2 separate regions of the Hordeum vulgare genome follow, and region 1 is linked to region 2. The links are chromatin contacts, called in public Hi-C maps. All regions are on one chromosome and are shown on one strand. Each heading gives the region's core, a stretch centred on a gene start, on an enhancer-like site or on the middle of the called end of the contact. The rest is flanking DNA. Distances are from core to core; before and after follow the strand shown. Region 1 holds the start of LOC123409853. Region 2 has its middle 44 kb from the start of LOC123409853.

Evidence for each region. Hi-C and Micro-C count contacts between places; a contact is called where the count stands out from the background.
Region 1: a Hi-C map of leaf shows a contact between it and region 2, with 2.1 times the contacts expected there. The contact joins the promoter of LOC123409853 here to the enhancer-like site in region 2. A contact is called at or near these places in 4 of 6 Hi-C or Micro-C datasets (leaf, seedling and an unstated tissue).

What each region holds. Positions count from the first base shown.
Region 1 is chr7H:605,843,751-605,849,945 of MorexV3_pseudomolecules_assembly, reverse strand. It overlaps LOC123409853, which reads right to left and starts at 1,681. Exons shown (of 2, transcript XM_045102722.1): 1 at 1,237-1,681; 2 at 1-270. The coding sequence starts at 1,453. The coding sequence ends at 245.
Region 2 is chr7H:605,800,688-605,807,351 of MorexV3_pseudomolecules_assembly, reverse strand. No RefSeq gene overlaps it. Among protein-coding and RNA genes, the nearest start is that of LOC123409853, 44 kb to the left of the region's middle. Within about 2 kb of position 3,606, at least 2 of the 3 cell types and tissues checked have open chromatin away from gene starts, as enhancers often do. A contact at or near this core is called in leaf, where this site is marked.

The DNA.
Region 1 (6,195 bases), core at 432-2,931, 45 kb before region 2:
TGTTGTCATCATATGATGGGTGAGGTGCATTTGGTGTAGAAAGGTTGTACCATGTAAACAACTACGAATCACTGAATTTCTGCTAACAAATAGAAACAACAGAACCCATCAACTAATAACAAATGGTTCCTGGTGTCCATTCTATAGGCCTGACATCATTGGTACTTCCTCCCCTGACTAAGAATCTTTCAGGTCCACCTCCTGCAAACGGAGTACTGGATGATGGACCCCAACCGCGGTAGCATTAAGCGTTAACAAATTTACAGTCACCTGGATATAAAGTAAAAGGGTTAAATTAGGGTGTTAGAAAGCCACTTAGATCCACATCTTGGTGCAAAAGAATTAATAAGTGATTATACAATCCTTTAAGATGAAGATCCCAACAATAAAATGTCCACAAATGATAAAAAAATGCGATAAATATATTTTTTCTATAAATGTACCCTTGAAAAGTCAGAATATAAGTGTGCGAAAACAGTTTGTCCAGAAGACAAACCTTCTTCCTTTCCTCAGGCGACGGCCATACATTACGAGAGCTCATGGCAAGACCATCTACTTCTCGCACTATATATATCTGATCCTACTATCTCTATGGCAAAATCAATGTCAGAAACCTGAAAAGACCATGAGATCTAAGTAACTCGAGCACTGAACAAAATGGTCCATGTCCATTGGTTCTATAGATGATGCAATCAGAAAGGAAACTTAGAAAGTTTCTCCATCATTATGATCGAAAAAGGCATGGTCGTCACTGGATTGGCAATGCCAGGAGCTGAATAATTTGTTCAGAGAATTGAAAAGAGCATCATGAATTCTATCGGACATACACTTGTGCATGTTGACTTGGCGATTACTTAATTCGAAGGGTCTGACTGCAGGGTCTAAGACAATCATCCGTTTTTGCAACATACCAAATGAGTACACAATCCAACTGTCAGATAGTACTGCTGGAATGTGCCTCTATCTAAGTTTCTACGAAAATTTAGCACATACCCAAGTGGTAAGATAAATTACAGCATGGTTGAATATCATCATAAAACTGGAAGATGCAAGAAGTATAGTTACTCTTCCTCTGTAGGATTTAGGCACTAATAATCAGGATCTACTTTGCACGTCCACTTCCCGTGTACTGAAGTTATGACGTGTTAACTTGGTTTGATTTGCATGTCACCGGCGTTGAACAAAATGCATAACACTAGATGGAAGCAGCAATGCTTAGGGTGTGGCTGAGCTCACCGAGAGGCTCGTGGGGCTTGCAGGCCGCATGGATCTGGCCCAGGAAGCCGAGAAGGTCGCCCGCGATGGAGGAGGAGGTGAGGTGGCCCGTGTCCCCGACGGCGGGGAACGTGGTGCTTCTGCCGGCGGTCGCGGCGTCGTCGGGGGCCGGGGGCGGAGGAAGTTGTCCCTCCTTTCCATTAGCTGCGTCGGGGAAGGCGATGTGGGTTAGCGGCATCTCACCGGAGAGGCGGGCCGAGTGGGGGAGAGACTCTAGGGTTCCGGAGCTTGAGGCAGAGGGAGACGCTCGGAACCGGCGGCCGCCCGGAGCTCTGCGCGCGCGGTGGGGTGGTGCGGCCGCCGCCCGGTGGAAAGAGCGAGGGAGAGGGGAGGTTGCGTACGATGGGAAGCAAAACGGCGCGTTCTTTTCCCCTACCTTTTAATGCATTCTTTTCACCGAGCACTGCTCCTAATGCAACGTGGACCATGCGAGCAAACGTTCCTTCCGCGTACATTAATGAGTTTGATTACATCCAAGTATATTACATGCGGATGAATTAGGTCCTATACTAATGTTTCACATTATTTTATTGCTGTTTAATTAGATTGCTTCCAAAAATAAAAGATGCGCTCTAATTTGATTGCTTACTAAAAAAAGGCCCATGCAATTGCCATAATTTGCCCGAGGAATTAGAGCGGGACGAAATTGAAGCATACATCATGCATTTTTTTCATATGCCTATACGTGAACCAATTTTTTTTTTTTTTTTGCGGGTGAAAACCTTCATTAATAAGTGGGCTCAAAAGAGTCTTTCCTACAAAGGGCAGATAATTCTACTGGCGTACAGCGAAGCCACACCGCCGTACGCTGATCAACACGGTTGATCCGAGCAAGGGCATCAGCCACTTTATTCCTATTTCTAACTACATGTGATATCACATGTTCACCCACCTCATCTAGGGCTCTTCTGATTTGCATGACAAGCGCCGTGCATGGTGATCTATTAGTCTCCTCCTGTATGATCATCTGCGCAGCCTCCAAGCAATCCGTCTCAATAATCATAGGGAGCGAGCTACAAGCTTTTGCAATTTCGATTCCTTCCGCACAGGCAGCAAGCTCCGCTTCGAGGACAGAAGAACAAGAGCGAAGATAACGGCAAGAGGAGAAGATAACCTGGCCATCCTCTCCGCGAAGTACCATGCCAGCTTCAGCAGTGTGTTGTTCTGGGTTAAAAGCCCCATCGATGTTCAGTTTTGTCCAGCCCATCGGTGTTCTAACCCAGTTGAACTCCGGCCCTTCCACCCGTTCCCGCTTCTCCTCCTTTGCCCCCGGATCCCGATGATGAGAGACCGCCATCTTCCCTTTGGTAATATCTGCCAGAGGGTTATATTTTATGCAAAGCAGGGTTTCCATGTAGCTACTAAGAAACCTCGTTGACGCTTCAATAAGGGGAGCTAGCTTGCCATGGGTGATCTCATTGTGCACGTGCCAACTTCGCCATAAGGTCATCAGCGTGGGTAGTCTCTCAGTCGGTTGACATTGATGCAGTAGGTGTAGCAGCCATTCGGAGCCGGTGTTGCAAATGTTCTCCAGCTTGGGCATGCTCCAGAGCTTACTCATCTCCCTCCATAAGCGTTGCGCAAGCGGGCACCGGCAGAGAGCTTGGAAGGTATCTTCAGGTTCCATTCCACAAATAACACATATATCAGACAAACCAATGCTTCGCCTTTTAAGATTAACCGCAATAGCCAGTGAGTTAGTCGCGACGCGCCATGCAAATACCCTGACTTTAGGAGGCGCAGGGCATCACCATAGCGATTTCCATATAGCTCTTGACCCATCAGGTGCCCAGCTCGATGCACTCATAGTTTTTCTGTGCATATCCTCATGAGCTAGGCGGTAAGCCGTCCGGACTGAAAAAAAACCCTTAGGATCTGGAGCCCATGCGATAACATCCTGCCCTAGTCTGTTCGGAGAAGCCCTGATCTCAGAGATTGCCTTGACATCCATTGGTAAGAAGTAACGGCGTAGGTATGCCATGTCCCATTGTCCTCGTTCATCCAGCAGCTCAGAGACTCTACGGACCCGACAATTACCTCTGCTAGAGATGGGGCGGTATGAGTGTGGCCATGGTATCCATGGGTCTCTCCAAATCCGAATGTGCTCCCCATTGCCAACGCGCCAAATGATTCCTTTCTTGAGCAGTTGTAAACCATATGTGATGGCCTGCCAAGTTGACGATGCATTCCCAGTAAAGACATTATCCTCCAAAGCGCCATTTGGATAGTATTTCGCTTTAATAACTTGTGCACACAGGGATTCAGGCCGGGTTAGTAATCTCCAGGCTTTCCTCACCAAGAGAGCCTGATTGAACAACCGGAAGTCGCGGAATCCTAGTCCTCCTCTGCTCTTTGGATCACAGACTTTCTCCCACGATTTCTAGTGAGTTTTCCTTTTGTCATCCTTTGCCCCCCACCAAAAATTCCTTACCAGTCGTTTAGGTCGTCACACACAGATGCGGGTAGTTTGAAAACCCCCATAGTATAAGTGGGTATTCCCTGGGCAACCGCTTTGATCATACTCTCCTTCCCTGCTTGTGAGAGGGTATCCCCCCATTCCAAAATGCGTTTAGTTAGGCTCTCTTGCAATTTCTGGAATTTACCTCTATGCATTCTGCCATCTGGCGTTGGCAACCCCAGATATTGTCCTTCAAAATCCTGTTGTTGAACCTCAAGGATCTGGCGCACAACAAGTTGATCTGCTTCAGGACAGGATCTCCAAACTGAATAGAGCATTTCTGTTGGTTGATGAGCTAACCTGTTGCTTGGGCATAACTGTGGATGACCCCTTTAACAAACGTAGCTTCCTCTTGAGAATAGGAGGGTATCATCGATGAATAGTAAATGAGACACACCAGGAGCCCGTCTGCATACCTTAACTGGAGTGATATTCTCAGACAACACGCCTTGTCGCAGGAGAGCAGAGAGGCCGTCAGCGACAAACAAGAACATGAAAGGGGATAGGGGATCACACTAGTGGAAAACGGGCCTTTGGCCTAGACCCTTTAGTCCCGGCCTGCCTCTGGGCCGGGACTAAAGGCCCGGCCACGTTGCCCCAATTCTCAATGCCTCCCTCGAGGCTTTAGTCCCGGCCCGTAAGGAGCCTTTAGTCCCGGTTCGTGTCCCAAACCGGGACTAAAGGGCTACGCGGTGGGCAGCCCGCATGTGCGCCACCTTTAGTCCCGGTTTGTGTCTCAAACCGGGACTAAAGTCCTCTGCCTATATATAGCACAGCCCCCTCTCCCCTCCTCCTTGCATTTTTCTTGGATGGAGGATTGTGGGTGGGTGCTTGCTCTCCACTTTTTTTGATGCACTAGAGGTGTTTGTTGAAATGTGTGTTAGAGCGATGCCGCTTCAGTTCACTGAACACAACTATGATATGAGATGCCTGAGCCATGCTTAAACCTCTTCCTCTTTATTTCTACTTATTCTAAAAGGTTAGCAACTATATTTCCTCGTTTAGACCGTGCGGTACTAATTTTTAGGATCGTGATTGTATTTGATATACTGTCGTATAACACAGATGAGCCATCCATGGATGTACGGTGATCAACGCACAACCGCTTACAGAGAAGGCGTGCATTCTTTTCGAGATGCAGCCAATGCGAACAAGCATGGTGGTGGCTATATGTTTTGTCCATGTGTTGAATGTCGGAATGAGAAGGATTACACTTCCTCAAGAGTCATTCAGAGCCACCTGCTTCGGTCCGGTTTTATGTCGGGCTATAATGTTTGGACCAAGCACGGAGAAAGAGGGGTTATGATGGAAGACGATGATGAAGAAGAAGAGAACGATGATGACAACTACCGATCTATGTTCCCTGAGTATGCTGATACCGCAATGGAAGACAATGAAGAAGAAGATCAGGATGAAGAACGGGAACCAGATGAGCCCGCTGATGATCTTGGCCGGGTCATTTCTGATGCACGACGAGGTTGCGACACAGAAAAGGAGAGGTTGCAGTTCGAGCAGATGTTACAGGACCACAACAAATTGTTGTACCCAACTTGTGAAGATGGCCAAAAGAAGCTGGGTAGCACACTGGAATTGCTGAAGTGGAAGGTAGAGACCAGTGTGACTGACTCGTCATTCGAAAAGTTGCTGGTACTGATGAAGAAGATGCTTCCAAGAAAGAACGAATTGCCCGCCAGCACGTACGAAGCAAAGAAGCTTGTCTGCCCTCTAGGATTAGACGTGCAGAAGATACATGCATGCCCTAATGACTGCATGCTCTACCGCGGTGAGAAGTACGAGAATATGGATAAATGACCGGTATTCACTGCATTGCGGTATAAGATCAGAAAAGATGACCCTGGTGATATTGAGGGCGAGCCACCCAGGAAGAGGGTTCCTGCCAAGGTGATGTGGTCTGCTCCTATAATACTACGGTTGAAACGTATGTTCAGAAATAAAGATCATGCAAAGTTGTTGCGATGGCACATGGAAGATCGTATGAAATACGATAAGTTGAGGCACACCGCTGATGGTCGGCAGTGGAGAAAAATCGAGAGAGAGTTCCCGAGATTTGCAGCTGACGCAAGGAACTGATGGTTAGGTCTGAGTACAGATGGCATGAATCCTTTTGGGGAGCAGAGGTGCAGTCACAGCACCTGGCCCGTTACTCTATGTATCTACAACCTTCCTCCTTGGTTGTGCATGAAGCAGAAGTTCATTATGATGCCAGTGCTTATCCAAGGTCCAAAGCAACCCGGCAACGATATTGATGTGTACCTAAGGCCATTAGTTGATGAACTTTTACAGCTGTGGGCCGAACGAGGTGTACGTGTGTGGGACGAGCACAAACAAGAGGAATTTGACCTTCGAGCGTTGCTTTTCGTAACCATCAACGATTGGCCTGCTCTTAGTAACATTTCAGGACAGTTAAACAAGGGATACAATGCATGCACACACTGTTTGGA
Region 2 (6,664 bases), core at 2,357-4,856:
GCAAAAACTCCGGGACTGCCGAAGAGGCTGCAATTTAAACACCCGAAAGTAAGTACTATAGTAGCATGTTCCACGCATCTCCTAGTGATTCAAGCGCTAGTTTCATCAATAGCATTTAGCATGCTTGCTAACTATCAGTTTGATTGACCTCTATTTCTTGTAAAGTGGTTGTGGCAGGAACCAGGAAATGATTACTGTGGATACTACATTTGCGAGTCCATCCGGCACGTGACCTATGAGCGGGGCTACTCTGACAAACAATATGACGTGCGTAAATAATAATATTCACAATTTTATTTTATTACCATCATTTGTGGTCAGTTTCATTTATTCATATATATGTATTGACCCCTTCTTCAAATTAGATATATGGGATGCGGAATGAACTCCTACCAGCAGATCGTATGCGAGGAATTCAAGAGGAATTGGCGGCATTCTTTCTTGACCACGTGATCCCTGAAGACGGAGAATACCATGTGAACCGTAATCAGTTGAATTTTAATTAGGAGACTATATTGTAAGAGATAATTATATTGTATATATGTAGCTAGTAGCGTCGGATAGATATACGAGAACTTGTTGTTCGACCAATCTCTCAGAGAAGGAGAGGTGGCCGATATCACTTCTCTTTGTATGCATATGTTCATGACGATCTTCTGTTTCCTTCATTTGCTTACTAGCTAGCGTGTCTAGTCCTCTTTATACGTATAGTATGTAGTGTCGACCAAGGACGAAGATAAGAGAGCACACTTCTCTCTATTCATTAGCTAGCTAACACAATATATGAAACACCTAAATTAACCTCCCAAAACCCTCTAAACCCCCTCCCCCCCTTTCAAAAAAAACCCAGCACCTGAAATGCTGACGCGTGGATGCCTTTTGGTCCCGGTTGGTGTCACCAACCGGGACTAAAGGCCCCCCTGCCCGGGCTCGCCGCACCGGCCACGTGGAGGCCCATCTGTCTCGGTTCGTGTAAGAACCAGTACTAAAGGCCAAGGGCATTAGTAACAACCTTTTAGTCCCGGTTCCGAAACCGGGACAGAAGGCCCTTACGAACCGGGACAAAAGGCCCTTTTTCTACTAGTGCATACATATACGGATGTGTCATCTTTCTACATGTATTTACACTGCATAACAAATCTAAGTTTGTATAAACAGCTTGCATATAATTTCAGCCAATAATTATATTCTACATTCACATAGTTTACTTGGACAACTTGGAATTGGGTCTGTTAAACCTCAAGCATGATTACTTCACACGAATCATGGACTATGATCAACATGCCATAAATGTAAGGATGAATATGGACCTCAAAGAAAAGAATTATGTGCTCAAAGCCTAGGTTTCACCATCATCAACCATGCATAAACAATAGGATAAGTTTATTACTCATATGATTGCGGCTGAGGACAAACTTCAGTTCAACACTTCGAAGGTATATTTCTAATATAAAAAATATAGTTTTTTCATTCTCTAAATGTGATCCATCACCATACCTCATGTTGTTGCAACTTTACGTATTCACACGATGCAAGTCAGTCAATATCTAGTTCGCCAATAGAGAGGAAAGTTGCTAAAGTTTACACACACGCCATGGTTGCGAAGTTCAGCGACCTGGTATATATGAGTGTGTCTTACCTTGTCCAGGAAATCACAGCTGATGGCACATACATAACTATTCACATTGATTGTGATACGAGGGAGAACTGGAGCAAGTTGGAGTTTCCGGTTCATGTAAATAAACTTGAAGAGAAATACAGTTGTATTTGTAGGTTATTTGAACACATGGGCATATTATGCCCGCACATAAGCAAGGTATGAACAATCATTTTTATGCTAGTCTTTTTTTTTCAAAAGAAATTAGACGAAACTTATATGATTTATTTTTGTTTTAGGTTATGATGCATATTGGCTGCCGGACTCTTTGAGACAAATACATCAAGAAAAGACGGACTTATAATGCCTGAGAAGGAAATAAAGGCACTTCGACATGGCTGTAGCTGCTTCGAGGACTCACCGTCATACCCTATTATTCGAGGCTTGCGTGGACATATCATCTAAAGGTGATGCATCACTTGTTGCATACCATGTTGTAATGAGGAAAATTACTGAAGCTTTACAGGAGATCTGTTTGATGTCAACCTAAGAAGATGTTAAGGGTATACCTCAAGCCCACACAGGCTATACGCATTTATTTGAGGAATCAGATGATGAGTGTGCTAATGAAATTGAAGATGAGAACATCTTGGAAGCTGAACTGCATGACGATGTGCTTCCACCTAATCCACGCAAGAAGCGAGGACGTTCGAGGGCAACAAGAATGAAATTTGCTGCTGAAGATAGGGTACGTACAAAACGGACATGTTCTTTCTTTCATGAGAAAAGACACTACAGAACCGGGTGTCCCAAAAGCACAAAGCGTTTGACAAGTTTCAATATTAATAAAGTATGTCCTCAAACATATGATTTGGTATCGTATGATCACGAGAAATCTCTTTCCTAGCGGGTCATACCCAATAACAATCTAACGACATCTAAGGACCTACATGTCCAAAATGACCAACCATGTGAACTTTCAGCACGATTGAAAAAAATACACCACCTATTTAGACTAAACATCTTTACTTTTTTTATATCCTATTTGTTCTCTAAACCTTAGATAATTTTGATATTAAATTTAGCACAAAGATTAACTAACACTCTCCATCCCATAATGTAAGACGTTTTAACACTATTTTGTTGTATTTGACAACATTAAAAACACCATTATATGTTTAAACCTAAATTTGAATTCCTCCATTATATTATTCGGTTTATGACTTTACAAATACACAAGTGTTATGGTCATATTATATTTTGCAATTGAAGTAATACCACTATATGATTTTAGTTTGGGAGTTTTTAACTAGATTGTGTAAACCAAACAAAATTATAAAAAAGGTGAAAAAATCACATTCATCTACCGACTGATTAGTGCCTCTTAGATTTATTGTAGCATATTATATGTGTTTGTATCAATTTTAGTAGTTGTAAATATCTTGACAAAGGTTCTTCCTTTCTAGAATGTACATGCGTACCAAATATCCTAGGAATAGTTTACTTATTATGATTGTGTACATTGGTTGTAGAAAATAAGAAAATTACAGTGCTTTGTGGTTAAAGCCCCTCACACTCAACATAATCAAATGGCATTGTTTACTTATTCTTTTCTTATCAAATCATCTCTTGTCTCCTTTGCGATTTACAGTTGGTAAATAAATTTGCTAACTCTTTGCTCCGTTCAAGGTAATTGACACTAGTTCATGTAAACCAATCAAGGGCTGCATCTTTTGTAATGGTGCTTGAACCGGGCCAGTTTCTTGCTGTCCGCACTGGATCGGGGTGGAGATAATTGGTTGATCCGCCAACATCTTGGAGAGGGGCCCACTTCCACATGTCGTTAAGCTTTTCTTCACGTGATCTCAATCGGCATTTCTTTTGAAGGAGATTTTGGGTTTGCTTCCCATGATGAGAAAGAAACCCCATTATTGCCATCCACAGATCGCTCTCAGATGGAAGTTTCACTTATCTTGGGCAATCGGATGAGTTCTCATTACACCATATGCTTCCCCCCTTGCTTGGATTTTTGGCACAAAAGTTAGATGCCTACAGGTGCAGTGTGGACGTGCTAGTAGGAGTACTCTGAAAGCACAAAAATTGAGCAGTCCCAACTTTCATCTGACGGAGTCTACACGTTCTCTAGTTCCTCGAGCGCTAATTATGTTTTTCTTGTCCTTAATTTTCTGTCAGAATGAATTGTGGTTAATCTTTTTTCGTTGGAGAGCGACTCTGCTCGTTCGCTGCTAGGCGCTTCGTGTTCCGTGCGTGATCTGAAGCTCAGAATCGTTTCTGCCGTGTGCAGTAGGTTCAGACACCATTTAACAACACGACTTATTGCCTTTAGGACCAAATTCAGACCCGACGTTTCACTATGGTAGATGCGCCTTGTGTCAATGTTGTCAAAGACTCATGATCATGCACATGCTTTCCCTCTTATTATCTGTGTATCTCCAAACTATATAAGCACAAAATTGAGCAGGTCCCAACTCCCAGCTGACGGAGTCTTACTGGAGCACAATAGAATAATGATTTTTTTTTTGTCCTTAGTCTTCTTTACGGAAAAAGGAATAATTCTTATATTATTTTAGGAAGGGGGCATCAAATGCAAAAGGCTGAAGCCCAGCCGGGACAAGAGGCGACACCTGTTGTGGTCATTTTACAAAAACATCCCTCGCTTTTTCTGTATTCAAACCATAGTCCGGCTTTGTTGCATTTTTTAGAAAACTCCCTGATGTTTCAGGTAATCAACCCGCAGTCCGGATTTAAGTCAGAAAACAAATCGTTTTTTTGCATTTTTTCGAAAACCCCTTGATGTTTCAGGTAATCAACCCGCCCTCCGTACTTTAACAAAAAATACCCTAACTTTTTAGTTAATCAATCCACATTTATCTAAAACAAAATTATCCATATCTTTTAAATCGTAACTCCGATTTTAACATGTTATATATGAAATTTGATTAAAAATGTGTAGAATCTAAATACGATGTTACTTTTAGCTGTTGAATACTTCTTAAATATTATTTTCGGTGCAAACTTAATTTGTAGTGCACTGTCCTTTTTTTCTCTCTTTCCGGCGACGATACGAATTGCAATAAACATCCATTAAATTAAAACCAAATTAAGAGGAAAGAAAACATTGTTAACAACACATGCACACCTTTGGAAAACCTCGTGGGGGGAAACAACATATTTCTCATCTTATTCCGAGTGACTGTATATTCAAACGCGTTTTCATTGTATGAGCACTAAAGCCATCGTCGGCAACACAAATGTGATGCCATGTGAAAATATATTGCGTTCAGAGCGTGTGTAATTTTCTCTTCCGTTGCAATGCACGGGCTCTTTTGCTAGTAAGAACAAAAATGGCTACTGGATCATCATCAAGGGCAGAAAAGAGAGCATAGAAAGGTAGCTGATGATTAAAATGTCTAGTGTCTTCGAAATGCATACATGGCTGAGAAAAATCAGTGGAGGAATTCTCTTTAACTTAAAGAGGAAAGAAACTGGACTAGTCTTTCTCGTTCACAATGAAGAGTTCTCAGCTTTGAGGTTTACACGACCTCCGGAAGACCGGTATAACTGAAGGCAAGGAAAAAACAGGACAGCGGCCGCAAACTCAGATTGTGGCAGCATTTTTGATACTTGCGATAGTTATCCGGGGCATCGTGAAGAAAGGGATGTGGCTGAGAAAATAGGTATTGCGTTCATGCTGTATTTCCTAATTAAGAGATAAGCATTGCATAGGATGCCAATGCCTTGGAAGATGAAAGTTGAGAGATGCATGAATCTCTGAATCAGATTTGCCCACCATGTCCAGCTAGCTCAGCTGCACAGGCCTCCCTGGGCTGGCAGTGGCAGGAAATCCTCCTCCTCCTAACGATTACAGGTCCTTGTCAGTCGTGTGGCATGAAGAACCCAGCCGGCGCATGGCAATCATTCGGCTCGAAGCCACGCGACGCGAGCCTGGCGAATCCAGACCATTGGAAAGCGATTCTTCTCACCATCTGGACTGAACAAGTCTCAGCCTTGTTCAGTATTGTTTCTCCCGTTTGCAGTAGCTTCAGACACGGTTTAACAGCACGAGTTGTTGCCTCGTGGATCAAATTCAGACCCCGACGTTTCGGTATGGTAGATGCACGGCCCTATGCCAGACTTGTAAAAGATTCATGATCCTGCACATGCTTTTCCTCCGAGCCTACCAACGTTTCACAGTCCCTGTTATTTGTGTACCTGGACAGGTAAATTGGCTGCTCTGGTTTGCAGAAGAAACAGAGGTGCTCTCGCAATCCCAAGGCGGTATTCGACAAGTATCTGCGACGAGCAACACTGTTCAGAAAGACTGGTTTGTGTACCTCTGCTCTCGCAAACACCCAGTACAGCCTTTTACTCGAAGAGGATAAATCATTTATCATTGGGACTCAAGAAAGACTGACTACGAAGATTTGAGGGTCTAAAACTCGAGTTACAGGGTAACATTCGAGTTCTTATATCGATGTGTTAGAAAGTACTCCCTCCATTCCTAAATATAAGTCTTTTAGGCCTCGTTTGGTTAAGGAGGATTGGAGAGGTTTTGAGATGGAGGGATTTCAGGGGATTGGGTGAATCCCTTTGTTCCACCCAATCCTCTCAAAACCCCTGGGTTTTGCTTCCACTAGTCCCCCGATGAGGGTTTTGAAACACATGGATAGGAAGGGATTGAAGGGGAACGGAGGGGATTGGGCTAAGCAAACCCCTCCTACCAAATGGGTGCCCGAGGATCTGTGGGGTTTCTGGCCCTCCCAGGGATTTTTCTCTCAAAACCTCCCCAATCCCTCTTAACCAAACGAGGCCTTAAGAGATTTCACTAAGGGACTACATATGAAGCAAAATGAGTGAATCTATACTCTAAAGTATGTCTATATACATCCGTATGTAGTCCTCTAGTGAAATCTCTAAAAAGACTTATATTTAGGAACGGAGGGAGTAAACAATAGATATTGCTTAAAATTAGTGTTAGCAGCTAAACAAAAAATAATCTAATATGGATGGATTCGAAAGTCATTGTCCCAATATATGTACATTATA